Linked DNA regions of Mus musculus: all the other regions are linked to region 4. Evidence: chromatin contacts called from public Hi-C and promoter capture Hi-C data. All regions are on one chromosome and are shown on one strand. Each heading gives the region's core, a stretch centred on a gene start, on an enhancer-like site or on the middle of the called end of the contact. The rest is flanking DNA. Distances are from core to core; before and after follow the strand shown. Region 1 holds the start of Med16 (mediator complex subunit 16). Region 2 holds the start of Cnn2 (calponin 2). Region 3 holds the start of Polr2e (polymerase (RNA) II (DNA directed) polypeptide E). Region 4 holds the start of Pias4 (protein inhibitor of activated STAT 4). Region 5 holds the start of Midn (midnolin).

Region 1 (4,541 bases), core at 2,029-4,528, 1.3 Mb after region 4:
GTGTTCAGGTTCCTGAGACCTTGATGTGACCCCTTAGCTCTTCCAACCCCTTCAGGAAACCCTGGAGAGTTGGGAGGAACGGCTGCTGGCGTTCTTCTCGGTGTCCCCCCAAGCTGTGTACACCGCTATGCTGGACAACAGGTACAGGGGCTGAGGAGGGGATGGCATGGCCACCTGCCCCCACTCTGGCTCAGTCTCTCTTGACCCTTCCTCCCCAGCTATGAGAGGCTCCTGCTTCATGCTGTGTGCCAATACATGGATCTCATCTCAGCCAGTGAGTACCCACTCCCTACCGCCCCTTCACCCCATTCTTCCCAATGAAGCAGAGGCTGTATCACCTAGCGGGAGACTGGGGGTGTGGTGTGATGGGTTGATAGCAGAGCAGCTACCATGAAGTCCTGGTATTTAGTTAACTCTGGGTTTCCAGGAGGCAGACTCCCTCCATCCTCAGCTCCAGGGAAGGGGACCTAGGTGAGGTTGTTAAAGTCTGAAGTTGAGCGTCTGCCGCAGACCTGGACAGAAAAAGGAGACAGAGGTTCCCAGGACCCAGGCCTTTGCCCTCTGGTTTCCTAGTTACAGTTTTGCCCACTTCTAATGATGGTTGTGAGCCCTCCGTGGTTCCAGGTGCCCCCCCCCTTCTTCTTTTCCTAGTACCTGTCTCTGCTTCCTGCTTAGAGTTGCTGCATTGATGGTTTCTATGGCAACCCTTGGACTTGATTCTTCTGTTCCCTCTGTGGGAGGATGCAGCCTCCACTGTATTCTCACACACCTGAGAATTGGGAGAGGATGTGTGGGGGAGGTTTCTCTCTGAATTCAGCTCTGGTCTGAATCGAGTGGGAAGCCTCTAGACAGACTCACAGCTCATGGCTAGCCAGACCACCCTCATCTGGTTTCTTTAATTGTTTAGGCAGGGTCACTGGTGTAGTCCAGGCTGGCCTCCATTGCATTATATGTATAGTCAAGGTCGGTCTTGAATTCCTGATCCCTCCAACCTCCAGGGCTCTTGCATGCTAGGGAGCCCTCCACACACTGGACCTCTGGCCCAGCTCCTCCAGTCCGCGATGGTTTGTCCGCAGGTGCTGACCTGGAGGGCCGGAGGCAGATGAAAGTCAGCAACCGCCACCTGGATTTCCTGCCTCCAGAGCTTCTGTTGTCTGCCTACCTGGACCAGCAATGATGGCAGAACCCCTGCCAGCTGCCTCGCCCGGCCCAGACCTCTGTCTGCTAATAAGATCTTCCACGCTTTCAGAATTTGAATGCCACCCCTTCCCTTCAGGAATCCCCTTGCCCTTGCCCCTTCATGTCCCAGATCACACAGGGAGGCCTTGTAGCTCCCCACCCTGGTACTTGTATTTGGGTAGGGAGACCTAATGGGGCCCTATAGCTGTCCACCCTGGTACTTGTATTTGGGTGGGGAGACCTGCCCGGGGCGTTTCCCTGTGTTTTGTCTGTTTAGCTTTCTTTGAGACAGAAGCTCAGGCAAGGAGTAGCAGACTGTTACCTTTTTTCCTCTCCTAATCAGTTTTAATGAACTTGGCATGTTTTGGGGTAGATTTCTTTTAATTTCTCTTTTGAAGTGGGGAGGCACAACCAAAACACCTAGCGCCAGCCGGTAGTGGGCTCTGTTGTGACCCCTGCCTGACCCTCCATGTTTCAGCTCTGATGAGGGTGGCTGGTCCTCTCTCTAGGACTCTGCAGACCTCCCCAGGACACTTTCTTGTGTGTGTGTGTGTGTGTGTGTGTGTGTCTGTCTGTCTGTCTGTCTGTCTGTCTGTGTGTGTGTGTGTGGCGCACATGTATGCACGCCATGTGCCATGAACCTGGACAAGCATTGTCTCAAGGGCTCATTTTATGCTTTTTTTTTTTTTTTTTTTTGGTGATGTGTGTATCTTGTCCCCAGCTCCCTAGGCCCTGCCTGCCTTTCAGACTGTCCTCTCCTCCTCCTTCTCCCCTCTCCTTATGCCAGGGGTCCAGGACTTCCAGCCAGAAGCCTCTGACCTTGTGTTCCCTGTCCCCTCCCCTGTCCCCTCTGCTGCTCAGCATAGCTGTGGTCACTGCAGAGGTCTTATATGTTCAGCAGGCCTGGCCCTCCTTCCCTTCCCCTTCTGTGTGATTCTTTGAGCTTGGGGGAAAGGGACGATTTTAATAAAGCCTTGGTGCTCGAGTCCTGTCCCCGTGTTTGTCTTTAGGTTTGGTGGGGGTGGGTGAGACTGGGAGATCACTGAGGGCACGAGCTAGCAAGCTGGACACGGGGGAACCTCAAAGTCTCTATAACATTAGTTCATTTTACAACATGTAAAATGCTTAAAGATGAGGTGCCAGGTTGGGGTTCGATGGGGAAAGCAATTGGTTAGCATGCTCAAAGCCCTGGGTTCCATCCCCAGCACCATTTAAACCACATGGTGACCAGTGACAAGTGATTTTGAGGCCAGCCTGGGCCATGTGGTAGACAGGTCTCATTGTTGGACACCTCTGAATCCTAGCACTCAGGAGCCAGAGGCTGATGGATCTCTGTGAGTTCAAGGCCAGCTAGTCTACATAGCCAGGGCCATACAGTGAGACCCTGCCTCAAACAACAGTCACTTGAGGGCCAGCAAAATGGTTAAGCACGTTAAGGTGCTTGCCGCCAAGCTTGATGATCTGAGAGCAAGAACCAACTCCTTGTCCTCTTACGTGCACTGTGGAAGGCACACTTATACACACACACACACACTCACACAGGAGCCCGTGGCTTGGTGGTACACCTCTGTCATCCCAGTAGGTAGGTAGAGGCAGTCACTGGAGAACCTCATCAGTGTCAGGCCAACCTGAGCTATACAGTGAGCAACGAGCTCTGCTGTCAAGAAACAAAATAGAAAAAACGTGAGTGAGCCTCCAATAGGATGTTAGGGTGCTTGTCAGTTCCTCTGAGGAACAAAATATGGAACGCTTCACGAATTTGCGTGTCATCCTTGCGCAGGGGCCATGCTAATCTTCTCTGTATCGTTCCAATTTTAGTATATGTGCTGCCGAAGCGAGCACAAACAAGGCTTTTCTCCAAGGGATATTTATAGTCTCAAAACACACAATTACTTTACAGTTAGGGTGAGTTTCCTTTTGTGCTGTTTTTTAAAATAATAATTTAGTATTTGTATCTCTTATAGAAATCCAAGCCTATCATGTAAAATGTAGCTAGTATTAAAAAGAACAGATTATCTGTCTTTTATCGCACATTAAGCCTCTATAGTTACTAGGAAATATTATATGCAAATTAACCGGGGCAGGGGAGTAGCCGAGCTTCTCCCACAAGTCTGTGCGAGGGGGCCGGCGCGGGCCTAGAGATGGCGGCGTCGGATCCCGGGCGTTGGGGCGAGTGTGGACCGCGGCCGCCGGGCCGACTGGGCGCCCGGGGCGGACAGGTTAGTACGGCGTGCGGGGTACGGGACTCGTGGCTGGTGCGTTTCAGGCTAAAACCGCGAGCGGAAGGCCGAGGGGCGGGGCTTGCGGGGTCAGAGGGCGGGCCTGGGAACAAAGCTTGCTGGGTAGAGGCCGTTGTGGGAGGGATGTGAATAGGGGGAGCCTAAGGCGACGGGGTTGAGGAGGGGGCGTGGTCCGAGGGGCTGAGCCTCCCTGGGAGGGGCGTGGCCTGAGTTCAGAAGTTGGATGGAGGGGCAGAGTCTGAAGAAATAAGACTGATAGAGAGGGATGTGGCCTAGGGAGCGGAGTCTAAGGTGGGCCGGGGTTGGGGGTGCTAAAGATCTGAGATCGATGCAGAGAGGTGACCTAGTAGTCACAAGCTGAGCAGAAACTGAGGCTGAATTTACCAGTTTGGTTTGGAGGCGGAGCCTAGGGTGATTAGACAATGTGGGTGGAGCTTAACGAGCTTGGGCGGGAGGTGGTGGAGGTGTGTGTGTTAAGACTCAGGATTTAGCCGGGTGTGGTGGTTCACGCCTTTAATCCCAGCATTTGGGAGGCAGAGGCTGCGGATTTCTGAGTTCGAGGCCAGCCTGGTCTACAACGTGAGTTCCAGGACAGCCAGAGCTATACAGAGAAACCCTGTCTCGAAAAACCAAAAAGAAAAAAAAAAAGACTCAGGCTTTTTGCCAGGCGCACGCCTTTAATCCCAGCACTTGGGAGGCAGAGGCAGGCGGATTTCAGAGTTCGAGGCCAGCCTGGTCTACAGAGTGAGTTCCAGGAGAGCCAGGGCTACACAGAGAAACCCTGTCTCAAAAAAAAAAAAACAAAAAAAGGCTCAGAATTTGAGCCTTGGATGTTAACTTGTTGAGAGTATTGTGTGGCATGGGCTGCTGCGGGGTCTAAGCTACTAGGTCCCAGGCAAGGCTTGGAGACTGAACTAGAGTGTAGACTGAGGCCCAGACTGAAGTGGTAGGGGTGGGCCCGGTTGTGTGTGTGGAGGGTGCTTAGCGTTTGTAGGCTGAGCTCAGGCTGATCTGGGTTGCCTAGGGAGGAGTGACCCCAGGCGGGGCATCATGGATTTTATAGCAGGGCTCTCGCTGGAGAACATTCTAGACACCCTTTAGCTGGGAGCTGCTATAGAGCAC
Region 2 (4,582 bases), core at 1,456-3,955, 1.2 Mb after region 4:
TGGCCTCGTAGATGAGGCCAGAGACAGCGGGGCAAGAAGGGTGTCTGAAAGCCCAGGCCACCTCCTGCCGCCACCTCCTGCCGCCACCTCCCTAGAGCAGGATGACACGTGTCACCTTGGTGTGCTGGGGATGAAAGCAACAGGCTGTGTTAAGTCAGCACCAGCACCAGCACTCAGCACCAGCTCAGCTGGTGGTCCAGCGCCAGTCCATCCTCACAGTGTCTGAGCACTTCCTATAGGCAGAGGGCTTTGCATCCAGAAGGTTCACTACTGACACTTGTAGAGGCCTGTTCTTTTTCGTGGCTGAGCAGTATTCCAGCTGGCCGACCTCCGAGGAGGCCCGACCTACATACTCAACTTCCCACCGATGCGCCGCGCTGGGAGCCGCACCACGCTGGGAGCCCCCCGGCGGGCGCTCCCTCTACAGATTTCTCTCATGTTCTCAAGGCAGCAGGAGAGCTGCCCTGTGTGGGCAGTGAAAAAAAAACTCAACTCTCCTGGCCTCAGTTTCCCCATCTCTTTCTTTCCTTCCTTTCATTTTTTCTTTCTTTCTTTCTTTCTTTCTTTCTTTCTTTTTTTTTGGGGGGGGGTTCTCTGCTCTCACTCTCTATATAGACCAGGTCAGAGATTCACACAGGATTAAAGGAGTGCAGTATTCTTTTTTTTTTTTTTTTAATCTTTACTTTATGTGTCTGTGTGAGGGTGTGAGATTTTGGAGTCACAGTGCTGCTGGGTCCTTCAAAAGGGCAATCAGTGCTCCCATCCATCTCTCCATCCGCCAGTCCCCCGGCCCCCCCCCCCCCGGTTTTTCGAGACAGGGTTTCTCTGTGTAGCCCTGGCTGTCCTGGAGCTCACTTTGTAGACCACTAGCCTACGACTCAGAAAACTGCCTGCCTCTGCCTCCCGAGTGCTGGGATTAAAGGCGTGCGCCACCATGCCCGGCAGTTTCCTATATGGACTGGTTTGTGTAAGAGTTCGCTGTCAGGCGCTCCCTCTCCCCTTCCTGTCTTTTAAAATCCTTCGAAGTGGGATTAGCTGGGTGCAGGGGCAGTCGGGGCAGCTGTTCCCACAGGAAAAAGCAAGGACAGCCCAGAGGGGAACAGGGGTCGGCCAGGGACGCCAAGCATGCCTGGTCCAGCTGTGCCACGTCCCTAGCCACTCTGAGGACCAAGGAGGAGGGCAGGGGCTCAGTCCCGCCCGCTGCGGCCACCTCCCTCCCCACTGCCCTTCAGCGCATTCCTGCCCGCAGGCCACAAACTACCAGGAATGCGGTGGCCTCCCGGGTCTAAATCAAGACCAGCTGTTCCCCAGTGGCCAGGCTCCTCAACTGGACCGAACAAAGTCCCACGGGATATGGGCCAGCTAGGGGGGTAAACTGAGGCACATAGGTCAGGCAGAAAAGTCTCCGGATCCCCCCTCCCAGTGGACGATGCAACCCTTCTGTGACCCCTGCAGGCTACTGGGGGGGGGGGGTCCACTTCCCAGCTCCACAGTTGGAGGGGATCTGAGAGCTCATCCCCTGAGCAAGTGCTGACCTGTCCCTGGCCCCACCCAGCTCCTAAAACTCTATCCTTAGGGCTGTCCTGACTCTTTCTTTCACTTTCTCTGTTCCAGGGAGATGTCCAGTCTGTCCAGGAAGAATTGGGCAGGGTCGTCAGAATGCTGTGTGTCTCTGGGGAGCTAGAGCAACCTCTCTGAGCCCAGGGTGGGAAGTGAAATAGCAACTTGTCTCTAGCAGGCTGAGGATAGCACATGGGTGGCATGAGGTAGGTATGCCTCTCGTGTCACTTGTAGGGACCTGGCAGGTGCCAGTCGGAGGTGGGTCCGACTGGTAGCTTCAGCGTGCCTAGGCAGGTTGCTTGGCTTTAGCTGACTGTGAAACTTGCATTCCCAGGTGCCAGGTGTGTGCGTGTGGTTGGCGGATCTATCTAGAAGGTTTCAGGATGTCAGGCCTGAGCCCCCTAAGTCTGGGATCAGTGTCTCCCTCATCAGCTCAGGACACCTTGCTGTATGGCTCCCCAGATGTCCCTCCGAAACTGGTGACTTCAGTGTTCTCCTGCATTTGCGGTTCCTCTCAGTGAGCCCTTTCCCAGGTGTGTGTGGGAGTCCTGGAACGGACCACACCCTGTTAAGAAGGCCACCGGCCCCGCCCCCTTCCCTGTCCCCAACTTAAGTGGCTTAGATGAAACGGAAGTTTCGACAGGTAATGAAGATGGGGCCTCAGGGGGCACTCTCAGACGCCCGGATCGCTCGTGTGCTCGCTTTCTCTCTCCCGGACCTTAACTTTCTTACATCCTGCAAGGGGCACAGAGTGCAGGAAGCCCGGGGCGCCGGGGACTGAGAGGTCCAGGGGCGGGGCTGGAGGTGACATTCAGGATGCGGATAAAATGGGTCCCCAGCCTCCCAGACGCCACAGCTTCCCACAGCACCCCAGACCCTCCGGATATCAGGGTAAAGCAAAGCCCAGCTGTCCCGGCTCATGCATCGGTCGCGCGTTCGAGGCTGGCGAGCCCCGCTCCCATTGGTCGTGCGTTCGAGGCTGGCAAGCCCCGCAACCCACTCACCCGGTTCTTGACCTCGGCCGAGAGCCCGTAGGACGGGCCCTTGTTGAACTGCGTGGAGCTCATGGCGCGGGACCCCGGAGCGGGACAGGAGGACCAGCGGGACCGGCAGAGGGTCGGGCTGCGGGCGGACGGCCCGGGACGGGGCTGAGCGCCGCCCCCGCCGCCGATTGGCTGGCAGAGCAAATGTCCTTATAAGGCGTGGAAGCGCCGAATTCCTGTGGCCGCGACTTCCTGAGCCCCCCTCGGCCGCCGGGACCCCCGCCCGCCGGAGCCACCCTAGCATCCCGGCCGATCAGGAGGGGCCCGCCGTCCCGTTTGTAGTTGCGGGAAACTGAGGCAGCGAAGGGCGTGGGCTTCCGACCTGGGCCAGAAGTCAGTTTACTCCTCCTGTATCATAGTGAGAGACAGAAAACTGTTCGGTGGGACCCTAAATCCTAAAATCTGGCTAGAAACCTTCTCTGCCACTACCGGCACTTACCAGAATCTTGCTCCCTCTCCAAACATCTCAGTGGGAAGGGGCAGGGGCGGCATAGACAGGATTCTCGAGGGGAGCTTCTCAGAGAAGGAGGCCTCGGGAGCTGGAGCACTGATGGATGAGTTTTTCAGTCCAAAGGGAAAAGGCTTTCTGCTAGAACACCAAGTGCAAAATATGGAGGGTGGGAGAAGGCGATCGGTTGGAGGTCGGGGTGGGGCTCCCAGAAGGGCTGAGGGTTGCTGGCTGACTGTGTGAGGGTGGAGTGGCTGAGGATGATATCCTTTCAGTAAGTGCCTGAGCTCAACCTGAGTCTGTAGATGGATCAAGTTGATTCCTGAGGGGCTGGTCCTGCCCCACGGAACACAGGCAGACAGATGCTGGGAGTCTCAGGGCTTGACAGAGAGGCCTTGGCCATAGGACGGAAGCATAGTTTTTTCGAGACAGGATTTCTCTGGAACTCACTCTGTAGATCAGGCTGGCCTCGAACTCAGAAATTCACCTGCCTCTGCCTCCCAAGTGCTGGGATTAAAGGCGTGCGCCACCACGCCCAGTGGTTGGATACTTCTAAAGGGTGGCTTTCTTCCCACCTCTCTGGGTTTCTGTGATTTAGACAAATCCTTCCTCTCTGGGCTCTGCTGGAGTTTTTGAATTTGTACAGTGGAGCACCGGACTCCAGATGGTCCCAAACTGTGGACAACACAGGTTCCTGTGACCAGGCAGGAAGCCCCAGGTGTCGGGACACTGAAGACCTTTTTGGAATAGTTAAAGAAAGCACTTGTCAAGAGCGGCCATGCTGTGTGGGGTGCACACAGGCTTAGCAGGGTATCAGGGCATCCAGGCCACTGTGCTGAGCACTGAGACAGCAACTGCAGGTGCCACAACCAGGTTCTCTGCAAGAGCAGCTATTTCCCCAGACCTGAGCCATCTCCCCAGCCCACCCTCCTCGCCTCCTTTCTTCTCCATCTGCAGCGCACCTGTATCCACATACACAGCCCTCACACACACCCCCAGTGTTCACAGCCTTCTGTGACTCCAGCTTCAGGGGACCCGACGCCCCCATCTGGCCGCTGTAGGCACTGCATGCGCGTCGTGCGCAGACAGGCACTCAAAAAAAAAAAAAATGAGTAGATGAGTCCAACTTCCCTCATTTTCTTAACAGGGGCTGAAATTTGAACAAAACACTGTGTATGCTGTGAAGTATAGCCACATCTCTGCTCCCGCCCAGCAGCAAGGCCAGCCACTCCCTCCTTCTGTCCCGCCCCTGAGCTCAGAAGAGCTTTCTGAGCTTTGAAGTGGTTGAGAAATAAGAACAAATAAGGAAAACTATTCCATGCCGAGAGGACTGTGTGCCACATTCAAACCCTGGCCCTGCTGCTTTGTGACTTACAATCCCAGAAACAAAACCCCAAACACCCCAGATCCCAAGATTCTGGATTTCTAGCAGCTTAGTGTATTAGAACTCTGTCCTGAGATCGAAAATGAATGGAATTTAACATTCCATGTAGCTGGGTGGTGGTGGCACGTCTTTAGTCCCACCCAGCAC
Region 3 (4,774 bases), core at 39-2,538, 1.1 Mb after region 4:
AGATGGTGGGCTCAGTGTACTTGGCAAAAACTTGTCTTTCCCAGTTGGGATCAGCCTAAGTTCTCAGGCAGGAACTGGTGATGATCTGTAGATGAGCTGTCAGACGCACATCAGGACAGAATGGAGGCATCTGGACTTCCAAGGACAGACCTTGCCAGTCTTGGTGGCACACGCCTTTAATCCCAACACTGAGAGGCAGAGGCAGGCCATTCTCTGCGCTGTTGAGACCTGGTCTCTATACCAAATTTCAAGTCAGCACACTCCCCCAAAGAAAAGGAGAGGGCTGGTGAGATGGCTCAGTGGGTAAGAGCACCCGACTGCTTTTCTGAAGGTCCGAAGTTCAAATCCCAGCAACCACATGGTGGCTCATAACCACCCATAATGAGATCTGACTCCCTCTTCTGGAGTGTCTGAAGACAGCTACAGTGTACTTTCATGTAATAAATAAATAAATAAATAAATAAACAAATAAGAAAGAAAGAAAAGGAGAAAGGGGCGTTCCTGTGAACTCCCATTGTATAGTTGGAAGGGTTTAGCCCTGGAATCCCTTTCCCTAGGATTCATTTTCTCACCACCTTCTCAAACTTTTCACGAGTTAGCCCACCATATACACACTTGTTTGTTCATTGTGTGTATGCCCGCACATCGATTGTTTTCATTTTAGATTTTTAGTCGTTTAACTATGTTTATCTGTGTGTCTGCATGTGGGTATAGACCTGTAAGTGTGGCCCTTGGAGGCCAGAGGCATCAGACTCTCTGGAGCTGGAGTTACAAATGGCTGGGGGCCACCTCATGTGGGTGCTTGCATCCGATTTCTCATGTAAAGTGCAGATACACTAATAAAAACTTGTATAAAAAGGGAAATTGAGGCACATGAACCTGGCTGTTCATCACTGGTCTCTTGCTTTCTTTCGAGACAGGGTTTTCTCTGTAGACCTGGCTATAGAGCAGGCTGGCCTCGAACTCACAGATCTGCTTGCCGAGGACGGGGATTAAAGGCGTGGACTACAGCCCGGGAGACGCCTAAGGGAGGGAAATAAAACTGTTATCAGGTCAAGTATCGCGAGATCTTCCCGACGCGCGACACCGCCCCGGTGAAGGCTGGGGCTGCCCAACGCGCAGCCTGTCGTGGAAAGTAGGTTTATTCCGGCGTTCACCTTAGACAGCACGAACCTGGGCGGGGGCCTTCCCAGCCCTTGGCGCAGGCGCACTGCCGGGGGGCGGGGGGCATTTTGTGCGTCCGGCGCAGGCTCCGTGCTGGCAGCTCCACGAGCGCGCGTGCACAGTTGTTTGGGAAGCGCGACAGCATGGACGACGAGGAGGAGACCTACCGGCTGTGGAAGATCCGCAAGACGATCATGCAGGTGATCAAGCGTGAGGAGCTTTATGCGAGCGAGCGTTCAGTTGCGGACTAACTGCGGGTTGTCCGCCGAGGCCCGCCTCCCGCAGGGGCCAATCCTCCTGGATTGGAATGCATCCCCGTTTAAAGTGTGGAGCCCACCCACGCTGGCTTCAACTCTTAGAAATCCTACTGCTTCCACCTCCTAACTCTGCCTCAGGGGAAAAGGCCTGGGTGGGCTCCGTTTCGGGAGAGGGGGCTGCTGCGTGGTCACACTTGGTTTTATGCGAGCTAGGTAGCCGCCCACACGAAAGCTATCAACCATCTGTAACCCCAGTTCCAGGGGATCTGACGCCCTGTCCTGATCTCTGGGGACTCCAGACACACATAGGATGAAAAAACAGTATTTTTAAAAACAGAACAAGCCGGTATGATGGTACACGCCTTTAATCCCAGCACTCTGGAGGCAGAAGCAAGCGAATCTCTTTAAATTAGAAGTCAGCCTCATCTACATAGTGATTTCCAGAATAGACAAAGTCACGCAGAGAAACCCTGTCTTGAAAAAGAAAAAGGGAATAAAAGAAAAAATTCTTGGTTGTTTTGAGTTGAACACATGAGACACCATTATTAGATAAAGAGGTATGCATAGTTTTGACTTATGCTGTGTTGGTGGAGCCCAGGGCCACCTCATGCCTGTTCCTCAGCCCTGATCCTGGATGATGCTCTAGTCTCCCTCATCAGGAACACTCAAGACTGGGGACAGGAAGGTGCCTGTATTCAGAAGGTTGCCTACAGTTGCCAGGGGATTAATCCCAGCCTGCTCCACTGAGGTTGGGGGGAGGAGAGGCTTGGCCGGGCCGCTGTGGTCTGAGCCTATACAGAGTTTGGGTACTGCTGGATCAGTTCAGTGTTAGTCCCCAGCCTCGGCCATTCAGGGTCAGGTCTGCGAGCTAAGTGCTCAGGCTGACTGCCTCTTTGCCTCTTGTCTCTGCAGCTGTGTCATGACCGTGGCTACCTGGTGACCCAGGATGAACTGGACCAGACACTTGAGGAATTCAAGGCGCAGTTTGGGGACAAGCCCAGCGAAGGACGGCCAAGGCGCACAGACCTCACGGTGCTGGTGGCCCACAACGATGACCCCACAGACCAGATGTTTGTGTTCTTCCCAGGTGAGGCCCTTGGGCTGGCAGGAGTGGTCTCCTCCAGGCCCTGGCTCAGGTGCCAGTGAATGCATGTCCCACTCTGGCCTAACGCTGCCTGTAAGATTGTGGCAGCTGCCTGCTTTTGTCCCTGTCTCCCCTGGGAAGCCTCCCTTTTGCTGGTGTCGTTTTCATCCCATAAGCCCCAGAACCAGCTCTCAGCCCTCCACCCCCTGGCTCCTATATGCTGTATTCTATAGCTTCTGCCTGGGAGTCCCAGGGCCAGCTATGCCACCCCCACACCCCCTGTGTGCTGTATTCTACAGCTTCTGCCAGCAGCGCAGGTGTCTTGTGGGAGTGAAGGCTATTGGGGAGCCCAGGACCTCCCTGTGCAGCTACATTCAGTCTCCCCAGACAGCTTGCCTCTTTTAATACCTAATGCTTTGTGGCCCCGGGACCTGGTTTTTAGTGTGAGAATTGGGGGGTGCGGGGATGGGCATGGTAGCATATGCCTGTAAGCCCAGTGTTTGAGAGGCAGAGGCAGGCAGTCGAGGCCAGCCTGGTCTATACAATGACTTCCGGGACAACTATGGAGGGCATTGGTTCTCAGCCTTCCTGATGCTGGGACCCCTTAGTACACTTCACATTGTGACCTCCAACCATAAAATCTTCATTGCTAATTCATAACTAATTTTGCTACTATTATGAGTCATAATGTAAATATACCTGTGTTTATCCAGCAATTTGCAAACTAGGTGGCCTGGGTCTGCTCCTGCGCTCTGCCTGAGGAGACAAGGCTAGCCTCATGTAGACACAGGGTCCATCTCTTGGTCAGTCAGTTTCTCCTTGAGGCTGTCTAAGCTGACAGTACCATATCCCCCAAACCCCAGAGCTGCTGAGAGCCCCCACCCCCGTTCCAGGGGGGCCGCAGTTCCTGCATACCCTGCAGCTTCTGCAGTGATAGCTGAGCCCCCTGGCAGCCCCATCATGGCTGCCTTGATGTTCTAGTCTTCCCTTGCAAGCAGAGAAACTAAGACCACAGGCTCCAGTAGTGAGTGTGAGGGTGGTGCTTGTGTGCCCGCAGAGGAGCCCAAGGTGGGCATCAAGACCATCAAGGTATACTGCCAGCGCATGCAGGAGGAAAACATCACACGGGCGCTGATTGTGGTGCAGCAGGGCATGACGCCCTCCGCCAAGCAGTCCCTGGTGGACATGGCCCCGAAGTATGTGCTGGAACAGTTTCTACAGCAGGAGCTGCTCATCAATATCACAGAGCACGAGGTGTGTGTGGTGGGGTGGGGCGTAGTGCTGCCTGCATCCAGGACACGGGCCGGGGCGGGGTGCTTCCCCGGTTTTGGCCCTGAGCATCCAACTTGGTGATATTAATAGCCTGGTTTTGTCCTCTGTCCCAGCCCCATGACAATACCCATTAGTCTGTTGGTCTGTTGAAGTTCCTGATGGCCGCGTGCCTGTGGGTGGGTCTCTGTCTCCACAGCTAGTCCCTGAGCACGTGGTCATGACAAAGGAGGAGGTGACTGAACTGCTGGCTCGATAGTATCCTTTACTCTGTCCCCACACCCCCCTCACCCCAGCGCTGCCCGCCAGCTGCTTCCTTGACTGTTCTAGCAAGCTTCGTGAGAGCCAGCTACCCAGAATCCAGGCCGGGGACCCAGTGGCACGGTACTTTGGGATCAAGCGAGGGCAGGTGAGAAGCCACAGTGGTTGTTCCCCTCCTAGGCCCTTTGGGAATTATTGGATCTCCCTGGTTCCTCCATCTCCTCCCTGTCTCTGAGGCCAAGACCACCATTGCCATAGGCCAGTGGTCCCAAGGCCCTGCCACCACCACTCCCTCGCCTGCCTGCTCCCACAGGTCGTGAAGATCATCCGCCCCAGTGAGACGGCTGGCCGCTACATCACCTACCGCCTGGTGCAGTAGCCGCAGGTGAGCCCAGCACTGCCCAGATGAGCCTGCTACTTGTCCTTGACCCGGTAGAGGGTCAGAGCTGCACCCACAAAAATAAAATGTAACGGGAGGGTAGGCTTGAATCCTAATGCCCAGGGGCAAAGGCAGGCAGATGTCTGTGAGTTCCAGACCAGCCAGGGCTACATAGTAAGCCTCAGAAAGCAAGCAAACAAACAAACCCAAAACAACCCATACTCTTGCCAGGGGAAACCTAGTGCTCAGAGACTGAAGCAGGAGGATTGCTGCACATCTGTGGACTCCTTCTCGGTGTGAGTGTCTCCAGGAAAACAATGAAGAGGAACCCACAGCTGCACCGCATGCAGGGAAACCCAG
Region 4 (4,540 bases), core at 1,069-3,568:
CTCGAAAAACCAAAAATAAATAAATAAATAAATAAATAAATAAATATCGAACAAGAGTACAAAAGGGGCGGGGGCTCGATTGGTGAAGTGCTTGCCTATCGTACAGAGAACCCTTCTTTAATCCTCAGCATCACAGAATAAGGTGTGGTGAGCCGTGCCTGTCACGCCAGCACTTGAGAAATAGAAGCTACAGTGGGGTTAGTTACAGAGGGGAATACCAGGTGAGCCTGAGCTTCATGAGACCGGTTCTCAAAAGAAAACACTTTTTACTCTACTTCTTGTGGGTACTAGGAAGCCACAGGGGGCTTGCGATAGAAGTCAAGCTTGGAAGAGCTCTCTCTCTCTCTTTTTAATTTAGTTAGAACAAGAGTAAGGATCGAGTGGCTTGCAGAGAATCGACCAGAATGCTAACACACACACACACACACACACACACACACACACACACACACACACACGAAAGACGACCCGGATGTGCACTGCACCGGGCCAACTAGGCTCACACCCCACCACACACACACACACACACACACACACACCACACACACACACACACACACACGAAAGACGACCCGGATGTGCACTGCACCGGGCCAACTAGGCTCACACCCCACCACACACACACACACACACACACACCACACACACACACACACCACACACACACACACACACACACACACACACACACACGAAAGACGACCCGGATGTGCACTGCACCGGGCCAACTGGGCTCACACCCCACCACACACACACACACACACACACACACACACACACCACACACACACACACACACACACCACACACACACACACACACACACACACACACACGCAAGACGACCCAGATGTGCACTGCACAGGGCCGACTAGGCTCACACCCCATCACTACAGGGCCATGCGAGCCCTACACCTGCCAGCTGCCGCTCGAAGGGAACAGGGACACCTGCCCGGCCGCATTCTGTTCATCCCCAACCCTTCTCTTCATCAAAATGCAACCGTAAACATGAGCCATAAAATGCACCAGAGCAGGAAGCACATACACCTTTAAGACCACCCTCCCCACGTGGGCGCGGTCCAGTCCTCCCAATGAAACGGAAGCAAGGGGCGGTGCCGTTCTCGCTTAAAAACCCAGAGCGGGGCTAGAAGTGAGCGTGGCCCCAGTGCAAGCTTCGAAAATTTGGGGGTTGGGTGGGGCTTGTGGGTAGTTAGAAAGCCAAGGAGGGCCCCTGAAATGGTGATCGCCCAGAAGTCTATTAGGAGTTCGATCCACAGAACTCATTTTGTGACACCTGGTTAAAGGAGAAAGCAATTCCAGCAAATTGTCCTCTGATGTCCACCTAGGGGGCTTGGAACGCGCGCACCCACACCTATTCGCGTTAGTCTCTAAACCTGATGACCTGAGTTCGATTCCCTGAATCCATATTGTGGAAATATACAAACCCCTTAGATTGTCTTTGGACGATCAAAAATTGCGTGTCTCCCCCAGTATATAAATAAAACAGACCACAGAAAAGTGGGCGTAGCCTTGAGCCAACAAATAAAGAAGGAAAAATGCAGCTAGAGGGGCTTCTGTGCCCTAAAGAAGCAAGGCTACGCAGGGCTTGGTTATGTTCATCTTTAATCTCAGTTCTCCGGAAGCAGGGGCAGGAGGATTTCAGTGAGTTTGAGGCCAGTCTGGTCTACAAAGCGAGTTCCACAGAGCCAGGGCTACATGGTGAACCTGTCTCAAAAAACAAAAACAATTTTTAAAAACCCACAACTGTTGCCACCGCAAGCCAATTTGAAAACGAGGCAGGGGGTTCGGCCTGTACTCTACAGAAAAGGTGGGGCCAGTAAGAGAGGGAGCAGGGCAAAGGGTATATGGTTCAGGCACTAGCTGGTTCATCCCTGCTACCTACACAGTGGAAGGAGAAAACCTAATTTCCTAGACTGTTTTGTGACTTTCACATATGTACACACTAAATAAACACAAAAATTTAGCGGTTCTCTAAAGCAAGAGAAATGAGGCGGCGGGAAGTGCTGCTATTTCTTTAAGCAGCAGACTCCTCCCCAGAGTGGGCGTGGTAGCGGCCAGCGCCTTGAAAAATAACCGTGGGGGGCGGGATTTGGCAATTGTCCGTTGTGATTGGTCAGATCCTCGGGCGGGGTTCCTGTAGGCGCGTGCGCGTGATGCATCCTCCCGCCTCTCAGACGCGGGGGCGTGGAGGAAGGAGCCAGCACTCGCTTTTACTGGCTCTCGCGCAGGCTCCGCCCTTTAGTCGAGGGCCCTCACGTGACGCGACGGCTGGGGCCTCCCGGCGCGGGGGACGCTAGTGGCCAAGATGGCGGCAGAGCTGGTGGAGGCCAAAGTGAGTGAGCGAGAGTGGCTCCGGCCGGGACAGGCGGGTGGCGGAGTACGGACCGCTCCTCGCAGGGAGCTGGGAGGGCGGGGTGTGGCGGCGCGGGCGGCGAGGGTGCGACTGGGACGCGGGCTGAACCTGCGGGCGGGGGGCGGGGAGACCGGGGGCGGGGTCGCCAGCTCCCTCCTGGGGTGTCCCCGCCGTCTACTGTCACTTCTCTACTGACCCTAGCAGGGGTTCCCACAGTGTGGCTACACAGCTTTCCCGGTGCAGGCACTGTCCTCTCCTTTGGGTTAGCTCTGTTGGGACATAACTGGGGGTCCTTCTGTGGTCTGGGAAGCCGAAGGAATGCAAAGTGACTTCGCCATCAGGTTTCCAAGGCAACGAGTAGGACTCAGGTCCGGGTGCCCCCCCTCTTTCCTCCCCCACAGGCCTGCATGGGGAAGGTCTACAGGGATTGCCACAAGTCCTCTGATTCTCGGGGCTCAGACTGACACCTTCTGACTCCAGACTCAGGCCAACTATAAGTGCCCAAGTTCATTTTAGAGACTCAGCCCTCGAGTCCCGCTCCCCACTTGTCAGCTCTGGGGTACCTCTTCACTTCAGCCTCCAGTGATCCTGTCTCACTCTAACCCATCTCTAACCTGTGAATCGCCTTGTAGAGTTTCTCTGCTGCCTGGCATACTGGACCCACCACCTCCTTGTTATGTGTTCCTCAGATTGATCCTCACAGGACACCTTGACTGAGTCCAGGGGAACATTGTTTAGACTTGTTCCCCCATTTCTGCATTAAGGTACCAGGGCTCTGACCTGACTTGAGTCCCCATTAAACCCTCTTGAAGTACAGCTTGGCTTAGCCTACATCCAGTTCTGCTCTGTCTCCCTGTCAAGGTTCCAGCACACTTGTCCCTCCAGAGTTATTGGAGTTCCTCAGTCCCCCTCAAGCATCTTCCCACCCATAAGATTCAGACTTGCCCCCCCCCCCCCCGTTTTTCTGCCTGCCTTGTGACATGGTCCTTCCCTCCCCACTGGGACCCTTAGGGTTATTCTAGAGGATCTGATTAAAAGGTGTCGTCCTCACCAGGCATGGTGGCACACCTTTAATCCCAGGGGTCTGGAGACAGAGGGAGGCAAATCTCTGTGAGTTTAAAGCCAACATGGTCTACAAAGTGAGTTCCTGGACAGCCAGGGCTCCACAGAGAAATCCTGTTTCAAAAAATCATTTAAAAAAAAAAGTGCAGCTGGGCGTGGTGGCGTACGCCTTTAATCCCAGTGCTCGGGAGGCAGAGGCAGGCGGATTTCTGAGTTTAAGGCCAGCCTGATCTACAGAGTGAGTTCCAGGACAGCCAGGGCTACACAGAGAAGCCCTGTCCTGAAAAACCAAAAAAAAAAAAAAAAAAAAAGTGTACCCCTCTTTCTCACCATTTACTCACCCCAAATCTACACCATTTACATAGTGGTTTTCTCTTGGGAAACAGAACTTTGAGATGGAGATATGTAAACTATGATCTGGAACGCAGGAGTTTTTTTTGTTTTTTATTTGGTTTTTTTGAGAAAGAGTTTCTCTGTGTAGCCCTGGCTGTCCTGGAACTCACTCTGTAGACCAGGCTGGCCTTGAATTCAGAAAATCGCCTGCCTCTGCCTCCCAAGTGCTAGGATTAAAGGTGTGGGCCACCACGCCCGGCTGGAACACAGTTTTACTCCTTGAAGTCCCCCTTGTACCATCCTAGAACATTGGGGTGAGGCCAAAGACTCTGTACCTTCATCCCCCCTCAGTGAGAAGGGCTGCGATTGCTTCTTTGCGGTCTAGATTCTTTAAATAAAAGCTGATGACCTCTACTTGACTCTCTGCCCCCTAGACCTCCACCTCCACCTTAGTTAGGTGAACTTGACTCTTCTTTGAAACTCTGAAATGGTCCAGAGGACTCCTGTCATGGCCCCTCACAGTGTTTTAAGAATGATAGCAATACCTCCACTTTTCTGGTAGCTTTCCTCCAATCTGTCCCAACAGGCCAGAGATTCTGTCTTTTGAGGCATCCTGGGGTTTCCAGGAAGCGAGATTGTGGTGTTTGTGGATGAATGGACCATGCTCCATCATCCTGTGGGTGAATGGTGCCTGCAGCAGGCTTGGGGCCAAGCCTTCGTCCTTTGCCCCTGTGTTGGGCATCTCAGCTTTCTAAAGAGCCTAGGCTAGTG
Region 5 (4,851 bases), core at 564-3,063, 1.0 Mb after region 4:
GCTCCATCCCCGGCGCGCGCTGGAGAACTGGGGGCCTGCGGGTCGCCTCCAATCCTAGCCGGGACTCCCCCGCCGAAACAAGGTCCTCCTCCGCTCCGCGGGCGCCCAGGGACAGGAGCAGTGCGTGCGCCCCTTGGGGAAGGTCCCAACGTTAGGAATTGAGCCGGCAATCAAGAATCCGAGTGGTGCTCCGGGGTCGTGTGGGATCCTTGGGTTGCGCCCCGGGGTGGGGTCTGTGATCCGTTTTCAAGGGCGGATGACAGCGACCTGGGTACGGCACGGGGAGGGTCCTAGAGAAACGGGGCAAGCTATCCTGGTTCGCACGGTGCCTGGATCCCTCTCGGGTCGTGCTACCCCGCGCGTCCCTTCCCTTAGCAACAGCCGCAGCCGCCGCTCGCAAGATCTGGGGGTGAAAGTACGAAGAAAAAAAAAAGTTATCATGTATCAACGTTCCAATGGGCGGGACCACCGCCCCCTCCCATTCACTACTTACTCCGCCGGCCTGGCGGCGGCCAATCAAAACACACAGACCGCCCAGTCCGTCGCGCTACCGGGCCAATGAGAATCGCCGCGGGGCTACCCCACGTGGCAGCGAGACCCTCCCTTTCTCTCCGCCCCGTCCCTTCTGCGTCCAATGGAGATGCCAAGAGGGTTGGGCTGAGGCCGATCCTGACCAGCCCCCGCGACCCCCCACCCGCTCCCAGAGCCATTCATAAGGCCCAAAGACCTTAACAAAGGGCGGGCGGGCCCTGAGGGTAGCGGACCCGAGTTTTAGGACTTAGCACCCCCCCTCCCCGCCCCTCTGCGCGAGCCTAACCCCTTCAGTCCGCAACGGGAGCGGTCGGGAGAAAAGGCTAGGAGCCGGCCATTGTTCCCGAATAAGGAACAGGAAATCGTGGCGCCTCCCCGCTGGGTCTGTCCGGGAAGCTACAGCCTGCGGAAGCTGTCGCTTGAGCCCTGAGCCTCATGGTCAAGGGTCGCGAGCTGGCCTCTCAAGGACAGGGCTGTCTTCCGCCCCCGTGGGTGGGTGGATGCAATGATATTGGAGAACTTGGGCGGAACCCACAGCTTGGGCAGGGCCCTGCAGCTCGGTGACGTGGCTTTGATTAGATCCGTCCCTCCCGAACCAGTGCCACTTCGCGTCCTAACCTAACTCACCCTCAGTTTTTTTTTTTCTGACTTCCCCCCCTCCCAATCCCGGGTCGGCCCGTTTCCCGAGGTGTGCCCGCCCAAGCCGTGACGTGATGCGGCGTCCCCGGCTGCGCCCGCGCGCGCCCCGCTTCGGGCAGCGGTGAGTCAGCAGCCCCGGCGCGCCCTCTGCAGTCCCCGCCCGGGAGCGCTGCCCGAGTCCCGGGGGAGGAGTGCCGTGCGTCTTGGCTGGGGAAGGGGTGCGCCAAGAATTGGGGGTCTGCATGTGGGGAGGGTCCGTTGAGAACCTTTATACTTAGCAATGCAGAGAAGACTTAAGACCGCACATAAAGGGAAACTGAGTCTACAAACAGTTCAAGGTCACTGGCTGAGTGCGGGGGGGGGGGGGGGGTTGGGGGGCGTGAGCTGCAGTCCCGCCAGGGCGGTGCCCATAGTGCGCAGCCCCTCCCACCCCACAAGTTGGAGGGCTCCGGGTCCTGAGGCACACTAGGTGCGGACGATTCAAAGAACAAAGAGTGGGACAGCCTGAGAAGTTTACGGCGGGTGGGGGCCCCTCTCCGTTTCGTGCGGTCCCGCCCCTACTCACCGGCTCCGTAGGTCCTGGGTCACCACTGCTCCAGATGACCTGCGTATGGGTCCTGGCAAGAGGTGGCCGTGCCGGTCTGGGGCCGGGCGGGCGGCCCCTGAGCCTTTATCCGCGCCGCCTTCCCTGGGGTGGAGTTTGGGCGGGCAAGGGGCGGGGGGCCGGGCAATGGTGACGCATTCCCTAACCCCCCCACCCCACCCCACCGCCTGCTGGCCTGGACAGGGACACCGGCCCTAGGGCTTCGCAGCACCCACAGAGCAGTGCCTCAGGGGTGTCACCGACCTGGGTAACTCCTACCTCCCCATGTACTGGGGTTCACCTCACATTAGGATTGGGGGGGTGTTTGGCCTGCTTCCCTGCTCCGCCCCCTTTCCTGTTGGCCTGGTGCTTCCGCCTGGGGGCGCCCGCGTGTGGAAGGGGGGGGCGGAACGGGAAGGGGTTCCTTAGTCAGCAGCCTAGGTCCAGGAAAACAGGGTAGTGTCACCTGCTAGGCAGTAGGTGCCCCTGACAGCTGCCTAGCCTCCTCATCCTTTAACGATGACCTCAGAGGCCATTTCTGTGACGATTCATCCATCCCTGGCCTTGCCTAGGCCAGTCACCTGTGTGACCTCTGAGTAGCCCAGTCCCTAATGCACCCTACACCATAGCATAGTTGGTTCTCACTCCAGCATATGGGTCCCAGAAGTCAGCTCAGGTCATCAGTGGGCTTGGCTGAATGTGTCTGTATCTCCAGGCCCCTCTGGGTTAATTACAAAGTACCAGACAAGCAAAGGAAGGCCTTCTGCAGCCTGGCATGTGTGATCTGTTCTCACAGCACAGATGCATCGGCACATACTGGCCCTGGCCCTGGCCTTTGGGGTGGATACTCACTCACCCACCTATGGACCAAGGAGCCAGCCCTTTGTCATTTGAGCGTGGCCAGACCCTCCATCACTTCCCTAACCTTCCATCTCCTGTCCACGTATGCGGTCTCTTGCACTTATCTGGTCTGAGCACCACCACCACCCTGGGTGCCCCTCCCAGGCCAGTTCCTTCCTAGGTCACCTTCCTCTCTGGCTGATCATTCTGGACAGGCATGCTGGGCCCCCAAGCAGACAGGCGTGCCAGACACTCCCAGTCTCCCAGGGTCATGGTCAGGCCAGAGAACACTTGGAGGCCCAGAGACTTTGAGGGATGAGCAGGAGTTTGTTCAGAAGTACAAACTGAAGCTGCGCAGTGTGGAGGTCAGAGGCAGGGTTTGCCTCTGGAGGGACCTCAGGGAAGGGATAGGTGAGGTGGGCTGGCTCTGACACCATTCAGACTGAAAGCCACTGTAATAAATGCAGGGTGCCCAGACTGCCTGCTTCCTGTCTCTTCTTCCTGTGTGGTCCTTTGTCCTTAGCATGAAGCCCAAGACTCAGTAATCTGTCCAGGCCCTGCCCTCCAGGAAGGTCCCAACCTCCAGGTTCTCAGTCCCGCCCTACTGCTCTGCTGTCCCAGGACACAGCCCAGCCAGCACAGGCTGTCCTGTCCTGAGGCCAGGCTCCAAAGCTCACACCTCCTCATAGGAGATATCTCCCTGAGTTCTGGTGGGGAAGATATGAAGGATTCACACTACAAGGTATACTAGGCCAGGCCAGGCTGCTCTGAGGGCCTCCTGTTGACATCTGTCCAGCCCGATGACCTCAGTGACCTCTGTGGCCCACACACCACTGAGCTGGGAACGTGGGGCTCTAGATGACCATGTTGTGACTTATCTTGGAATACCCCCAGGCTGCAAGTGTCGGAAGGGAAGGGTTCTAGCACACTCATGCCCAGATCAGGCACATGTGGCCATAGGGAGTCACCCACACAGGGCCCTGATACAGTGCGACAGGCCTCACTCAGGCTCTAGCCCGCCTGGTCACTGTCCAGGTGTTTCAGATGACCCAGTGATGGCAGGCTCAGACCTACTCACCACCCTCAAAGCCTCCCTGCTCCCCCTATCCCCCCATGGCACTCTACTCAGGCTGCTGAAGTGGGTTATATAAAAGGAGGGCAAGCCAGCATAATACCTGGCCATGGGGGTGGGGTGGGAAGGGGAGGGGTGGTTGTACAAAGGTATGGGGTGGTGCCAAGGCCACCCCCTACCAGGCCTCCCCACCCCACCCAGGGGCAGCTAGGGGCCTAAGTGCCTAAGGAGGTGCCAACTGGGACTGGGAAGGCAGCCAGCCAGGCTAGGGCCACCCACAGGTTGGGTGTGCCTAGGGCGGAGCCTCTGTGGGAGCAGGTGGTTCCCGATTCTTCCCAGAGCCTGTGGGGTGGGACAGGGGGGCCTGGCTGGTGGTCAGGGCGCTTTGCCTGGCCAGCAGCACTAGTCACACCCATTACTTCATGCCCTGCCCTCAACGCTTGCCCATCCCACCCATTCCAGCAGGCAGCACCCCAACAACCAGCCACCATGTTTCCTACCCAGAGTCGCCGATTGCCTCTGGGGGCCCAGCCAGACACAGGAACCCCAGGCAGGGTTGAAGAGAGCCCTAGCTTTGTGCTGTGCAGTTAGAAACAGAACACTCAGTTGGTTCCTGGTGTTTAATGGAGACAGGCTGGGTAAGTTGACGACGGTTCAGGTGGCTTTGAGGGGCAATCAAGGCCATCTCTCCAGAGGCATCGTGGGGATGCCAGATTGGGGAATCCTCCATGACCTGGCAGACAGGCACCAGGAAGCTTTAAGCCCAGCAACTGGAGCACTGCTGACCCCTGGTGGCCACTTCAGCCCACTGGGAACTTCTCATCGGCCTGGACCTGGCTCAGTTTCCCCGTGGGTGTCAGACAGTAGGTACCACCTACTCCAGGGCCTTCACTAGGGCTTCATTGGCCTCAATACGGATCTGGATCTCAGCCCGTGCTGCCTCGTCCGCCGCACCTGACAGTTCTGACTGCGCCTTCTCCAGGTTGGCCCGGGCTGCCTGCAGAGGAGTGGGCCAGTGTGAGGGACAGGCAGGGCCGGAAGCAGGAAAGCACACTCCTGTGAGCAGCACTTGCCCTGCCCTGCCCTGCCTTAGTTTCCCATCCACTGCTCACCCCCAGGTCCAGCATGTCCAGTGTCACAGCTTCTTCAGCTAGTAACTGCACAGAGGAGTCGGCATTCACAGTGA

Evidence for each region. Promoter capture Hi-C pulls out the DNA fragments that hold promoters and counts their contacts. Hi-C and Micro-C count contacts between places; a contact is called where the count stands out from the background. Capture Hi-C pulls out chosen DNA fragments and counts their contacts.
Region 1: a promoter capture Hi-C map of pre-B cells shows a contact between it and region 4, with 4 times the contacts expected there. The contact joins the promoter of Med16 here to the promoter of Pias4 in region 4. A contact is called at or near these places in 3 of 39 promoter capture datasets (cranial neural crest, liver and pre-B cells), 2 of 484 Hi-C or Micro-C datasets (B cells and CD4 T cells), 2 of 115 datasets of contacts at active chromatin or transcription factors (astrocytes and pancreatic cancer cells) and 2 of 9 other capture datasets (adipose tissue and liver).
Region 2: a contact with region 4 is called in a promoter capture Hi-C map of liver, with 8 times the contacts expected there. The contact joins the promoter of Cnn2 here to the promoter of Pias4 in region 4. A contact is called at or near these places in 6 of 39 promoter capture datasets (the C10 cell line, cranial neural crest, hippocampal neurons and 2 more), 3 of 484 Hi-C or Micro-C datasets (B cells, forebrain and muscle stem cells), 4 of 115 datasets of contacts at active chromatin or transcription factors (Th17 cells, astrocytes, pancreatic cancer cells and 1 more) and 3 of 9 other capture datasets (adipose tissue, liver and pancreatic islet).
Region 3: a contact with region 4 is called in a Hi-C map of CD8 T cells, with 3 times the contacts expected there. The contact joins the promoter of Polr2e here to the promoter of Pias4 in region 4. A contact is called at or near these places in 2 of 39 promoter capture datasets (cranial neural crest and pre-B cells), 1 of 484 Hi-C or Micro-C datasets (CD8 T cells), 2 of 115 datasets of contacts at active chromatin or transcription factors (astrocytes and pancreatic cancer cells) and 1 of 9 other capture datasets (liver).
Region 5: a promoter capture Hi-C map of liver shows a contact between it and region 4, with 4 times the contacts expected there. The contact joins the promoter of Midn here to the promoter of Pias4 in region 4. A contact is called at or near these places in 5 of 39 promoter capture datasets (the C10 cell line, hippocampal neurons, liver and 1 more), 5 of 484 Hi-C or Micro-C datasets (B cells, CD8 T cells, muscle stem cells and 2 more), 12 of 115 datasets of contacts at active chromatin or transcription factors (astrocytes, cardiomyocytes, embryonic forebrain and 8 more) and 4 of 9 other capture datasets (adipose tissue, liver, macrophages and 1 more).

Annotation. Positions count from the first base shown.
Region 1 is chr10:79,907,675-79,912,215 of GRCm38.p6, reverse strand. It overlaps Med16 (mediator complex subunit 16), which reads left to right and starts at 3,278. Exons shown (of 15, transcript NM_198107.2): 1 at 3,278-3,398. The coding sequence starts at 3,321. It overlaps R3hdm4 (R3H domain containing 4), which reads left to right. Exons shown (of 8, transcript NM_177994.5): 6 at 56-141; 7 at 219-274; 8 at 1,077-2,164. The coding sequence ends at 1,177. Gm24019 (a small nuclear RNA gene) reads right to left here and starts at 3,021; the gene lies at 2,915-3,021.
Region 2 is chr10:79,986,723-79,991,304 of GRCm38.p6, reverse strand. It overlaps Cnn2 (calponin 2), which reads right to left and starts at 2,705. Exons shown (of 7, transcript NM_007725.2): 1 at 2,565-2,705. The coding sequence starts at 2,627.
Region 3 is chr10:80,036,173-80,040,946 of GRCm38.p6, reverse strand. It overlaps Polr2e (polymerase (RNA) II (DNA directed) polypeptide E), which reads left to right and starts at 1,288. Exons shown (of 7, transcript NM_025554.2): 1 at 1,288-1,364; 2 at 2,334-2,508; 3 at 3,563-3,759; 4 at 3,974-4,032; 5 at 4,105-4,183; 6 at 4,349-4,420; 7 at 4,646-4,774. The coding sequence starts at 1,308. The coding sequence ends at 4,414.
Region 4 is chr10:81,165,498-81,170,037 of GRCm38.p6, reverse strand. It overlaps Pias4 (protein inhibitor of activated STAT 4), which reads left to right and starts at 2,318. Exons shown (of 11, transcript NM_021501.4): 1 at 2,318-2,353. The coding sequence starts at 2,327.
Region 5 is chr10:80,145,234-80,150,084 of GRCm38.p6, reverse strand. It overlaps Midn (midnolin), which reads right to left and starts at 1,813. Exons shown (of 9, transcript NM_021565.2): 1 at 1,736-1,813; 2 at 1-403. The coding sequence starts at 7. Atp5d (ATP synthase, H+ transporting, mitochondrial F1 complex, delta subunit) reads right to left here. Exons shown (of 4, transcript NM_025313.2): 3 at 4,778-4,851; 4 at 4,267-4,662. The coding sequence ends at 4,540.